Linked DNA regions of Mus musculus: region 2 is linked to region 1. Evidence: chromatin contacts called from public promoter capture Hi-C data. All regions are on one chromosome and are shown on one strand. Each heading gives the region's core, a stretch centred on a gene start, on an enhancer-like site or on the middle of the called end of the contact. The rest is flanking DNA. Distances are from core to core; before and after follow the strand shown.

What was found. Promoter capture Hi-C pulls out the DNA fragments that hold promoters and counts their contacts.
Region 2: a promoter capture Hi-C map of neutrophils shows a contact between it and region 1, with 4 times the contacts expected there. The contact joins the promoter of Mrpl53 here to the promoter of 2310069B03Rik in region 1. A contact is called at or near these places in 10 of 39 promoter capture datasets (the 3T3-L1 cell line, 3T3-L1-derived adipocytes, the HPC-7 cell line and 7 more) and 3 of 115 datasets of contacts at active chromatin or transcription factors (bone marrow-derived macrophages, embryonic stem cells and pancreatic cancer cells).

The regions. Positions count from the first base shown.
Region 1 is chr6:82,878,518-82,884,703 of GRCm38.p6, reverse strand. It overlaps 2310069B03Rik (RIKEN cDNA 2310069B03 gene), which reads left to right and starts at 2,851. Exons shown (of 4, transcript NR_040520.1): 1 at 2,851-2,935; 2 at 3,395-3,467; 3 at 4,248-4,309; 4 at 5,228-6,186.
Region 2 is chr6:83,106,407-83,112,592 of GRCm38.p6, reverse strand. Mrpl53 (mitochondrial ribosomal protein L53) reads right to left here and starts at 3,485. Exons shown (of 3, transcript NM_026744.3): 1 at 3,390-3,485; 2 at 3,167-3,279; 3 at 2,661-3,071. The coding sequence starts at 3,481. The coding sequence ends at 2,920. Ccdc142 (coiled-coil domain containing 142) reads right to left here. Exons shown (of 9, transcript NM_001081266.1): 6 at 5,426-5,540; 7 at 4,961-5,138; 8 at 4,639-4,838; 9 at 3,472-4,502. The coding sequence ends at 4,216.

The sequences.
Region 1 (6,186 bases), core at 1,602-4,101:
AGCATCAGCTAATGGGCCACTGAGAAGTTAGGAAGCTGAGTTGTTAGGCTTGGAGGTCGAATTCTTTTAGTTTCCTTGAGGTTTTGAGGTCAGGATAGGAAGTTGCTGTAGGTTGAAAAATGTAAAACCTGAGGCCAGGCATGGTGGCACAGGCCTTTAACCCCAGCACATGGGCAGCAGAAGCAGGGGGATCTTTTTGAGCTCAAGGTCAGTTGGGTTGACATAGTAGGTTTCTGGCCAGCTAGAGATACACAGTGAGAACCCATCTTGGGAAAAGAAAGAAAGAAAGAAAGAAAGAAAGAAAGAAAGAAAGAAAGAAAGAAAGAAAGAAAGAGAGAAAGAAGAGAAGAGAAGAGAAGAGAAGAGAAGAGAAGAGAAGAGAAGAGAAGAGAAGAGAAGAGAAGAGAAGAGAAGAGAAACAAGCCTGCATAGATATCTGGCAAAGGATCATATAATAAGATGTGCACTGGAGCTAGGAAAATGGCTAAGTGACTGGCGTGCTGGCAGAGCAGGAGATGACCTAAGTTCCAGTTCCATAACCTGTTTTAAAAAAAAAAACAAAACAGGATGTAGTGTTTGACGTTTGCAATGCCGGTCAGTGCTGGGTAGGACTGGCAAGGTGGATCCTCGGAGATCCTCTGCCTCTTAGCCTACTTGACAAGCTTCAGACAGATGAGAGACCGTGTCTCGAAACCAAAGTGGACAGTGTTCTGAGGAATGGCATTGAAGTTGACCTTTGGCCTACACACACACACACACACACACACACACACACACACACATGCACACAAGAATGCTTCTCTTAGCGGTTTTATAAAGGCAGCTGTACTACAGTAAACAGACAGAGCCCTGACCTTGGAGGAAGGAGCTGTATGCTGTCTGGTTCCACTTACCGTCCCTATCCGGTAAGTGAGCAAACCACTTTGAGCCTGTGTATCTTTGTCCATAAACTGGTGGGGGTTGGGGGGCAAGAACAACTACCTTCTAAGGTAGTGGTAGGGTCGCATATAGTTCACAAGAGACAAAGGTCAAAAGATGAACAAGCAGATACATGCTGTTTACCCAGGAATCTAAGAGTCAGGATAAAATCAGTTGGTCTTCTAAACAGTGGGATGCTAAAAAGAGCAAACACCATAAAGGTTTTAAAGACTTATGGTGCCTGGCTTGTGGCACCTATCTGTAATCCCAGTGTTTGGGAAGCAGAGGCAAGAAGAGTACAAGATCAAGGTTAATAACCTCAGATACACATATTGGATGCTAGCCTGAGCCGCACGAGACCTTGTCTCAAACAAATAGGAAAAAAAAAAAAAAAAGACTAACACTTATTGAGCCTTCACTGTATGTAGGCATGATAGACATATCTCATTTAATCTCATAAATGAGTAAGTATCACTTGGTAAGATTCTCTTATCCCATTTTATTATTTTACTTTTTATCGTTGTTGTATAAGAGAAAGTCTCACTCTGGAGCCCAGGCTGGTCTGAAACTCACTATGTAGCCCCAGGTCGAACTTGTAGCAGTCCTCCTGCCTCAACCTCTCAAGTGCTGGGATTTCATAAACAATCTTCTCAAACCCATCTTGTAGATGAAAACTGAGGCAGAGAGAAAGGAAGTGACTCACCCCAAGTCCCCAAACAGTCCACGCCCAGATGTTCAGGTGCAGAGCACATTTCTTTTTTCAGTTCTAAAGGACTGTGTATACTATCTCAATTAAAGGGAGCCACAGAGGCTGTGGCCATAACTCCGCTAGTAGAATGCCTTCATAGCATGTACCGAGCCCTGGTTTACTATCAGGTGCCACGTAAACTGGCAATGGTGGCATGAACCCCTAATTCCACTCTCAAGGTCAGCTCAAGGTCATCCTTGGCTACATAGTGAATTTGAGGCCAGCCTGGGGTACCTGAGACTCTGTCTCACGAAGACTCTGTTATTTCCAGGTGGCAGGTGTGGAGCTAATGCACACAAAGGTAACTTCAAGATGACAAACTAGCGATAGTTGGTGTTAAGACTCCAACTCAGTGCCCTCCGTGAGCCACCACGCGAATGCTGTCCTTTAAATACTTCTGTAATAGCTGCTTAGGTTTGGAAAGAGTTCCTCGCTCACAGTAAGCTGGTAGAGTAACCAGCTATGCTGTGATGACCCACAAGTGATGTCTACTGGTCATTCTGAGCAATGCAGACAGGGCGGAGCAGGCTGTAATGGAAATCTCAAGGACATTGCTGTAGTAGGGGTAGAAAATCTGTTCTGAATGAGCCGCCCCAACTACAAGCTTTGGTGGCGAATGTTACCTTACACTTCTGAATAGCATTTGTGGTGTAGGAGTTCATCAACAGGAAATGTGGCCAGGCTGATGAACTGAGGCAGGAGAACTGCTGGGAGTTCAAGGCCAGTTTGGACTAAATGGAGAGACTGGGTCAGAAGAGGCATAAGGGGGTTCAAAACAAAGAAGAGGAAGAAGGAAGGAGAGGAGAGGAGAGGAGAGGAGAGGAGAGGAGAGGAGAGGAGAGGAGAGGAGAGGACAGGATAGGACAGGACAGGACAGGACAGGAGAGGACAGGAGAGGACAGGAGAGGAGAGGAAGGCAGGGAAGGAGGGAGGATGGGAGAGAGGTGAGAGAGCTAGATTCTGTCTGTTGACAGCTATTGAGCTATCGTTCTTTTCAGAACAAGCATATCTAAAGGGCAAGCATAAATTGGAATATCTGCTACCCTGCTCTGAGTCCTCCCTCCAGGCCCGATGGCCCAGTCGGCTGCATTGAAGGAAGTGCGCATGGCCAACGCGCGAGGGCGCTCGGGGTTGTGAGTAACTTGAGCATCAGAATACTGAGTCAGAAACTTGTGATACAAAGCCTCACTCTTCTAACCTTCACCAGTTTAGGTCCACTGGAAAGGCCACCGGAGCAGGCTCGGTGGGTCCTGCAGACCTGCAGCGCAGGTTGGGCCCTAGGCCAGTGCGGGAGCAGCATTCTTTGCCCAGCGGGTAGGACGCCTTTGCGGGTGGGTTGGGTGTGGGGGACTGTGAGCAGAGGCTGAGTGATCAATAGCCTGCGTGGTTATGAGGCTCTCTCCTCCGCCCTCCTGCCAGCTCCAGGGCCAGTCCTGCGTGCTTCATAAAATTTTATGTAACCTTGCCAACAGCCACTGAGATCTGAGCATGTCCGCCCTCCGTGCTGCCACTCCTGGGGACCACAAGGTCATCTGCTTGGGACCTCCAAGAGTGGGCTACTGTGGCGTTCCCCTGACTGGCTGGCTGGCCCCTTAGTGCAGGCCCCTGGAGAGGCAGAGAAGATGGTTTGGGGTCCTGGTCTTGAGACTTTTTATTTTAGACCAGGCAGTGTTGATTAATTTGCACCCCACCTTTCCTCCTCAGGGTTCTCTGTTTCTCCCTTTAAAGACAGGATAATCGACGGGCATGGTGGCACACACTTTTGGTCCCAGCACTCTGGAGGCTGAAGCTGAGGATCTATGTGAGTTCGAGGCCAGCCTGGTTGGTCTTCAAAATGAGTTTCAGGACAGCCAGGACTACATAGAAACCCTGTCTCGAAAAACAAAAATAAGCAAGCAAGCAAACAAACAAAAATTAGGCTAATCATAGTTAAAAAGATAACAGATTTTGGTGGGAAGGATGTATGAGCAGTGACCAGGGTCAAGAGCAGTTTGCTGCTCTTCCAGAGGACCTAAGTTCATTTCCCAGCACAGCGCCCTCTCCTGGCCTCCTTACACACCTGCCTATGCACACACATAAATAAAAAAAATTGTATAAAATTTATATAAAAATTTAATAAAAATTTTTAAAAGATACCTGATGCTGAAGAGGTGTCCCTAATGGTAAACACTTGCTGCTCTTGTTGAGGGCCAGAGCTAAGTTCCCAGAACTGTATCAAGTGGCTCACAACGGTCCATATATAAGTGATTCTCAACCTTCCTAATGCTACCACCCTTTAACATGGTTCCTCATGGGGGGTGACCTCCAACCATGAAATTATTTTGTTGCTACTTCATAACTGTAATTTTGCTACTGTTATAGCAAATATCTGCGTTTTCTGGTGGTCTGAAGTGACCTTTATGAAAGGGTCATTCAACTCCCCCAAAGGATGGCCTGTGCAACCCACAGGCTGAGAATCACAGCTCTGTGGTACCTAGTAACTAATGCCTGGTTTCTGAAGGTACCTATGTGCATATGTGCATACATGCATGTGAACTTACACACACACAATAGCTAACAGACTTCAATGTGCTCTGTTCAGGAATGCTCATATTCATAAGGCAGAGATGAGCCCCAACTCAAGACGCCGTACAGAAGTTGCAGGCAAGTCCTTGGGAGGAGGGCTTTTTTTTTTTTTCTTCCCTTTGTCTTTTTTCTGTTTTTTGAGACAGGGTTTCTCTGTATAGCCCTGGCTGTCCTGGAACTCACTTGTAGACCAGGCTGGCCTCGAACTCAGAAATCCTCCTGCCTCTGCCTCCCGAGTGCTGGATTAAAGGCTGAGAAGGGCTTTTGCATGTGGATTTCTTTCTTAGATCCCTAATTACGTTTCTTAACTCGTGTCAGCTGTGCTCCTTTAAGAAAGGGCGGCTGGACTTCCCGACATCACTCAGGTGAAACATGAAGCCATGACCTTAAAATCCAAACAGTACCTCAGACACTCAAAACCCCAACGCTCCATGAATCACTGGCGGTTCTGCAAGCCCGGAAGTTGCATTTATTCAGCAACAGGTTAGGGAGACTTCTATTACTCAGCCAGTCTGCTGACAGATAGTTAGTTCTCCCCGAGGTTTATAATTATGACAGTGACTGCACATGAACAACGTAACTGGCATCCCCTGTCACCTACTGGCACTCCAACACAAAGAATCATTAACTCAGTGGGTGGCAGACTCACCTCAGTTTATCCTCCCTCCCCTCCTACCCTCCATGAAAGCGGGAGTAATTAGTCCTCTGGGAAATTACTCTTCACTCAACTTTCCTTACCTGTGTTTGACTTCCTTTCCACCAGCTCAACCTTCACGTGACTCCTGTGACTCCCGCAGCCTCTGCCCCTCCCTGCCTCACCCACCCATCCCTATCCACCGCTCCCCACCTGACCCCCCCCCCTCCGGGAAACCACGTGTCTAAATTACACCCTGTGGAATTTGATTATAGCTGATTAAATGCATTGTTACAGATTGCCCTGACTTGCTCTCAGTTTTCTTCCTGAAAGAATAATCTTCCATGTTTCTCTTTGTGCAGTGGTTAACATTGAAATCGGAACTGTGTAAAGTGCAAAGAGTGAGCGTCAGTGGAGTGAGTGCCCAGGCACAGATTGGTCCTCTCTACAGCACACACTCCCACCAGGCTTTGGGACCATAGCACACAGTGGAAGAGCGAAGGGAAAGATTGTAAGCCAGATGTCGAGAAAAACTGGAGTGACATCGTCTCCCGGATATGGAATATGGTAGAATCATCGTGCTCACGAGCTCACAGTGCCCCGTAATTGCCTTCACAAGACCTGTACAAGACCCAGCCTGTCAATAATTCCTGCATGGAATTTAAGGCATTCATGAGCCCCCGCCCCTAACTGAGGAGCTGTGGACAGTTACTAGCTTATGAGATAAGTTGGGGGGGGGGGAAGAGTTTTCTTTAAGACTGTGGTTTCCCAGTTGGTTGACCATGCTCCAGTGGATAGCCCCACACCCAGAAGTATGTGGGCAGCACAAATCGGACCCCATGGATTATTTAAAACCCACAGAAGACAGGGAGTATATGGGCTAACCTGAGAGGGGTAGGGAGAAGAGTGGAGAGTGGATATGACCAAAATATTCTGTATAAAACTGTCAAGGAATTAATTATAATCTATATCCCTGTATAAAGGAATCTTTATCTATATCCATGTCCATATCTATATAAAGGAATAGTCCAGGTGGAGGAGGTGGCTCCTTGCTTAAGCTTGCACTGCAGTCTCCCCAGGCAGTTCACAATTGCCTATGACTTCAGCTACAGAGGATTTGACATCCTCTTCTGCTCTCTTTGTGGGCATTTACATGTATGTGCACACACAGAGAGACACATGTATGTACTCATTTTTAAAAAAATCTTTAAAAGGAATAATCTGAATTATAAGCCTTGAGAAGGTAAGGGCCACCATGTTCAATTAATCCCAGATATATCAATAACATGATCAATTAAAAGTTGTTTAACAGACGAGTATC
Region 2 (6,186 bases), core at 2,236-4,735, 230 kb before region 1:
CAGGACCTTCGAAAGAGCAGTCAGTGCTCTTAACCACTGAGCCATCTTTCCAGCCTGACACCTGCTGTTTTTAACAAAAACTCATTCAATTTTACCAGTGAAGACTTGGGAGCCAGATGCTAGGGTTAAAGCCTGCTAGCTGAGAGACAGAGAAAACACCCAGCAGACCTTCCTCCTCAGCCTAAGTCTCACCGGGAATGACCCTCTCTCACAGTCTCAAGCAATTCTACTTCCTGTGTGTCTATCTGTTCCCCTGACTCTTTCTCTCTATCATTTTTTCTTAATAAGCCCATGTTCACTTCCTGACAACACTTGGGCCTGTGGTTGCTTGCTCTACTTCTTGACCTACAGTTGACTTTAATCTTGTTTACAATAGTTCAGAAAGCTTTTGGATTAAAGGTGTATGCTAAGGCTGAGCCACACCACAACTATTTTCCAGTATTCCAGTATTTTCCAGTAAGTAACACAATCTTGGGGTTCACAGAATGGCCAAATATCCTGCAGCACACACCCCAGGCCTTCAGGGAGATGTCTTTCTTAAAGGATGGCAGCGAGAGAGCCTCTACTACTCATTTAGGCAGGGAAGAATTACAGTATTGCTGGGGAGTGGGGCCCGAGTTATCTGGTAAACTACATAGCTATTCTTAGCTGGGCATTCTTAAGTTCTCTGGCAGTGGCTGTGGGCTTTTTTTTTTTTTTTTTTTTTTTTTTTTTTTTTTTTTTTCTCTCTTCTTGTAATTCAAGGTGAGAAACAAAGGGGCTGGGAAGGTGGCCCAGTGATTTGAGCACTTGCTGGGAAAGCATGAACTGACTTGGGATCCAGCATGCTCACATAAAAGGCCAGGGCGCATCCGCAGCACTGGGGTAAGGAGATAGGGGATTCTGGGTGCTTGCTGGCTAGGTGGGGTAATATATGCCTGTAACCACAGCACTTGGGGGATGGAGATAGGGGATTCTGGGTGCTTGCTGGCTAGGCTAGCTGAAAAGAGTAAGGTCAGGTTCAGTGAGACATTTTATCTGGAAACAAGACAAAACAAAACAATAACAAAAATCCAAAACAGATGGAACATGGTAAAGGAAAATACACAACCTTTGGCTTCCACATTTGCAAACACAGGCATGTGCACCTACATACATATACATACACAAAAAGAAAACAATGATACCGTAACCCAGTGTACACACACACACACATATGCTAGAGTGTCTTTATTTATAAAATATACAGTCATTTATTCAAAACTAAAACTTCTTAAAAGAATACTCTTGTGGCTGTAGTAAGAATGTTGGTTTCTTTAGAAATTCAGTTATGTTTTAGTGCCAGGTGTGGGGTAAGAAGCTGTGTCCCAGCCGGTGATTATGAACTGCCTTGTGCACTAGCAGGGGTGTGATTTTTACCTGCTGCAGAGAGATTAATTCTGGGGACTCTGGAGAGGGCCTGCTGCAGCTGCTGATCCCTCTTGCTGCGGCTGCATTTGCTGGATATTCTGATGATGAAGACTGGACTTGCCCCAAGGAACCCAAGGACCCTAATCAGCAGGAAGTAGCCTATAGAGGTCTATATCCCCTCCCCCTCTAATCTTCTCTCCTACATAATGCTGGGGTGTCAGAAGGGATTAGGGTGAAGAAAGGTTGGAAGGGAGGTAGAGGTATAAAAACTAAAAGTTAAAAAAAAAATAACACATGGCATGCATGGATAACTTTTTTTGTACGACTTTTTTTTCTGATTTTTAATGTGCATTCATTGGTGTCTTGCCTACATGCATGTCTGTGAGAGGGTGTCAGATGCCCTAGAACTGGAGTTACAGTTGTGAACTGCTATGTGAGTACTGGAGATTGAACCCTGGTCATCTGGAAGAGTAGCTAGTGCTCTTAAACACTAAGCTACTCCTCTGGCCTCGAATGGATAACTTTTTATGCCATTTGATCCTCTAAAATGACTTCATGGTCACATTAATGGATGTTAACCAAAAACTATTTCCGGACTGTGGGAAGTAAGCCATTATTACCCATGTGAAGGATGAGATTTCATAGCAGCTAAAATGATAAGGGAAAATGACACCAGGCAGGAGAATAAAAGTGGTACAGGAAATGAGTGAGAATGGAAGGGTCTCGATAAGTAGACCAGGCTGGCCTCCTGAGTAGCCTGGATAGTGTGTGCCAATAGACGGGGCTGGCTCCTCTCTTTCCCCTCAGTGCAGACAGACTGGTTGGATCTACGGAGAAAGGGAAGGGATAGGAGAGGAAACACTACATTTCTAGCCTAGAAGGCTGAGCAGGAAGTCAGAAGAGCCAAGTGACCGTTCCACTTGAAGGAAAGAATGTTGGTGGCATATGGGGGAAATTGGCAGTAGCTAATCATAGAAGATGGGGTTAGAACCAAATAAAAAGGTAGGGTTTAAATCCTGAGTAGTTGAAATTATGACAGAATGGGTGGTTCCATGAGAGTGAATGAAGAGTAGACAACACTACTAAGGAAGATGAGTACTGTAGGCTGAGGGTGGTGGCTGTCTAGAATCCCAGCACTGAGGAGCCTGAAGCAGAAAAATGCTTTCACATTTCTAGGCCACCTTGGTCTTCTTACTAAGTTTCAGGTTAGCTCATGGTAAGACCCTCTCTCAAAATCCAAGTAAACAACCTGAGAAAAATAGCATTCATTTGGCAATAAATATTTAATTAAAATGTACTTGGTTGACAGATCCAAATAAAGTTAAACACTGAGAAAGAAAAATTCCAATTTGTCGGGGCCCTTCACCACCCAAACTTACTTATCTTGCCCCAGAAGCCCTGTTGTTAGTGTTCTTGCTCCGTATCATGAGCTCCATGCAGCATTTTGAGTGATTAAAGCCCAGGTCTTCTCAGACCACTCACTGTCTTTAGATTCAAGCTAACATTTGGTTGTTGGACTCTTCTGCCATATCAGCGGCGGGTACTCGTACCCGGGGCGACCTTGTCTGCGCCCGGTGCAGATGCTGCCGCGGCGTTCCTGTCCCGGATGTGGGAGGCCAAGGCACTTAACATTTCCTGAGTGGTGAGGTGGGCACCGCGCATAATCAGCCGATACCCATCTCCTGGGGGAGATGCAAACCGATGAGTTAGGGACCCTGACTATGCAGGGCTATGGCGGCGATCTGCCCTCGCCCACCCGCGTCCCTACCAGGTTTACCGAACAACACGTCCACGCAGGGCTCAGAGCCGTCGTGCCTCACGTCGGCGATCACAGAGCAGTTGAGGTTGGTGGCGCGGACTTTCTCGCTGCTCACCGTCTGGAGGAAGGTCCTGCGGCCGGAGGGCAGCGTGAGCGCGTCCGGGGGACCAGGGAGCCGGGACGAGGGTGCGCGCGCACGCGTGGGGAACACGGACGCCTCCCACCTCCCCAGAACCCGTACCTCGTGGACTCCACGTTCTTCTCAAACGGGCAGAACTGAACTCGAACCAGCTTGACCGGCCGTAGTCCGAGCCGAGCCAAAGCCGCCGCCATGGTTACCTCCACCCCGGAAGGAGTAGCACTGGGGATCGGTTTATTGGAACGGACCGCTTCCGGCGGCTCCGCGGTACTTCGCGCGGCTGACCTCCGGGGCCACCCGCGAATACTTCAGCCATTAGCAGTGTTCTGTGCCACACAGCATAAGCAGTGAATGTGCAAAATCCCCTTCGCAGGAAAACGTCCTTCAGCCCTCTCCCTCGGGGTCCTGCCTGCGAGATCTAGGTCAGCACCACCCCACATCCTGGCTCCTTCCTTGGAAAGGATGTCACTGCGGGGACTGTCCACCCAGCAGAAGGCAAGCCCTGCCCCTGTAGCAACAGCCAAGGCTTAAATGTCCAGGCCCTACAGCCTAATGACTAGAAACAGAGACGGGGAAGGGGTAAGACTGCCCTCCACGTGTAGAAATGTCTGCTTTGTCTGTGTTTCCTCATGAATCAGTTTTCGCTTTGCTCCTGGGATTCGAGAGAAAGCAAGGTTTGCCTGTCTCCTGAGCGCTAGCCCTGTAGACCCCTTCTAGTTTTAGCTCCAAGATGTCTTCATTGTTTCCGACATCCAGATTTCAGGCTGTAGTTTGCCTATTACTCTGGATTGCAGATCCTAGGATGATCTGGGGGTTCAATTCTGGACTCTAGTTTATGAACATGTTTTATCAAGCACCCAGGTTTAAGCTTCTCTAGCATACAGTTCCTTGTCTGGGGCATGATCTGCAACCCCTGGTCCTAGTCAACTTAGGGTTCAGGACTTGTCCTCAGGCAAGAAAAAAAAGGCAGGTGCCAACGTGGGTGTTGGTGCAGCCTCAGGGCAAGCCAGGCTTGCTGGTTTCCCACCAGGTAAGCCTCAGGACTAGGTCCTGGTCCTCCCCCTCCCCCTCCTCCTCGTCCTCCTCCCCCCAGGGTGCTTAGCAGGTGAGTGTTCTGGGCAGGGGAGACTCCAAGACGAAGAGGGGGTGCCAAGTTTTCCAGGCTGTTGAGGCTGCTGGTGGGCAGTTCAGTGGTCTGGACCTCATAACAGAGACCTGGGAAGGCAGGAGTGGACGGCAGGTTGGTGGGGAATGCTGACGCCAAAGCAATGGTGAGATTGGGTGTGGGTGTTCGAAAGCACCCCTGGAAGGGCTTAGAAAAGCCTGGGGTTGAGGAGTGGTGATAACTCACAGCAACGGGGAGGTCTTCTGTGGACTGGATTCTTGGGCAGGGGTTGCTGCAGGAGACACAGCAGGGCCCCATCTAGCTGCTGGAAGATGCTGAGTGAGAGCAGAGTCTGGCGAAGCTCCTGCGACAGGCCCCACTGCTCTTGTTCCAGAACCTCCCTGACCACTCCGAAGTCTTGCTTGAGCTGCAGCGCCCCCTGCAGGCTAGATGTCCAGGTACAATGTGGCCACCAGACACTTCTGCCTCCCCAGACTGCTCTGCCCAAATGGTCTCCATTTTCCCTGTTTGGCATTCTTCCTCTGCCACTAGCATCTTTCCTTCATACCTGAACCGGATCCCATGGGTGAGGATGTGGTCAAGCCAGGCGCCCAGTGTGGCTGTCAGTGCCTGGCCGAGGGCAGGGGCTTGGGCTTCAGGTGGCAATCCCTGAAGTCCTTGCAACACAGGCTCCAACACAGAGTAGACCACTATCCGAGCGTACTCACTAGGGTCACTGGGAGGTTCTGGAGTGAGACAAGAGAAAAGACAGATGGAGAGACTGCAGAAGTCCAGTGGGCTCCAGAGGGAAGGAAGGGCACAAAGGGTAAGGACAAAGATGTTGACAGTGGTGTGGAGCCACAACTGGGGAGGGCTTGGACCATTTATACCAGGAACCCGAAGGAGAAAGGTGGAAGTGAGAGATTACCAAGACAGTGGGCTGGGGGTTGTAGCTCACTCAGCAAGGCTTGCTCGTCTAGCTTGTGTGAAATCTTGTGTTTCATTTCCAGCACCAGGAAGAAAGAAAAATTACCAGGACACAATCGAAGTCTCCAGTATCGACCCCTCGGCATGTGGAGCTTGAAGCCTTGTGTGGCTTGTTTATGGCATTCTTGGACAAACAGACCCAGTGATTCTTTGGGCAGGAGCTGTATGGGGAGGAAGAAAGTAAGAAGGGCTAGTCTATTAGACTGGGAATGGTGTTTCTCTCTCTGAGGTCTCAGTGTGGGCATCTGTAAAACCCTGATGCCTCACTGTGGGAGCATGGGCATTTTCTAAGGAGGTCTGGACCTAAACCATGCACAGTACCTAGGATTAGAGGTTTCCTTAGTAATCAAAGGCACATGACAAGTCAGGCGTGTTGGGCATGCGGCTAGACTCCCAGCATTTGGAAAGTAGAATCAGAGTATTAGAAGCTCAATGGCCAGGGGATGGAGAGATGGCTCAGTGACTGAATGAATGCTCCTCTAGAGTCTTGAGTTCAATTCCTAGAAACCACATGGTGGGTCATAACCATCTGTAATGAAATCCGATGCCCTCTTCTGATGTGTCTGAAGACTGCTACAGTGTACTTGCATATATAAATCTTTTTTTAAAAAATGGGGTGGGAAGAAGATGGTGATAACAAGGTTGTGTTGTTTAGATTTTTTTGTTTGTTTGTTTTTTTGTTTTTTCCAGACAAGGTTTCTCTGTATAGCCCTGGTTGTCCTGGAACTCACTTTGTAGACCAGGCTGGCCTCAAACTCAGAAATCTGCCTGCCTCTGCCTCCCAAGTGCTGGGATTAAAGGCGTGCG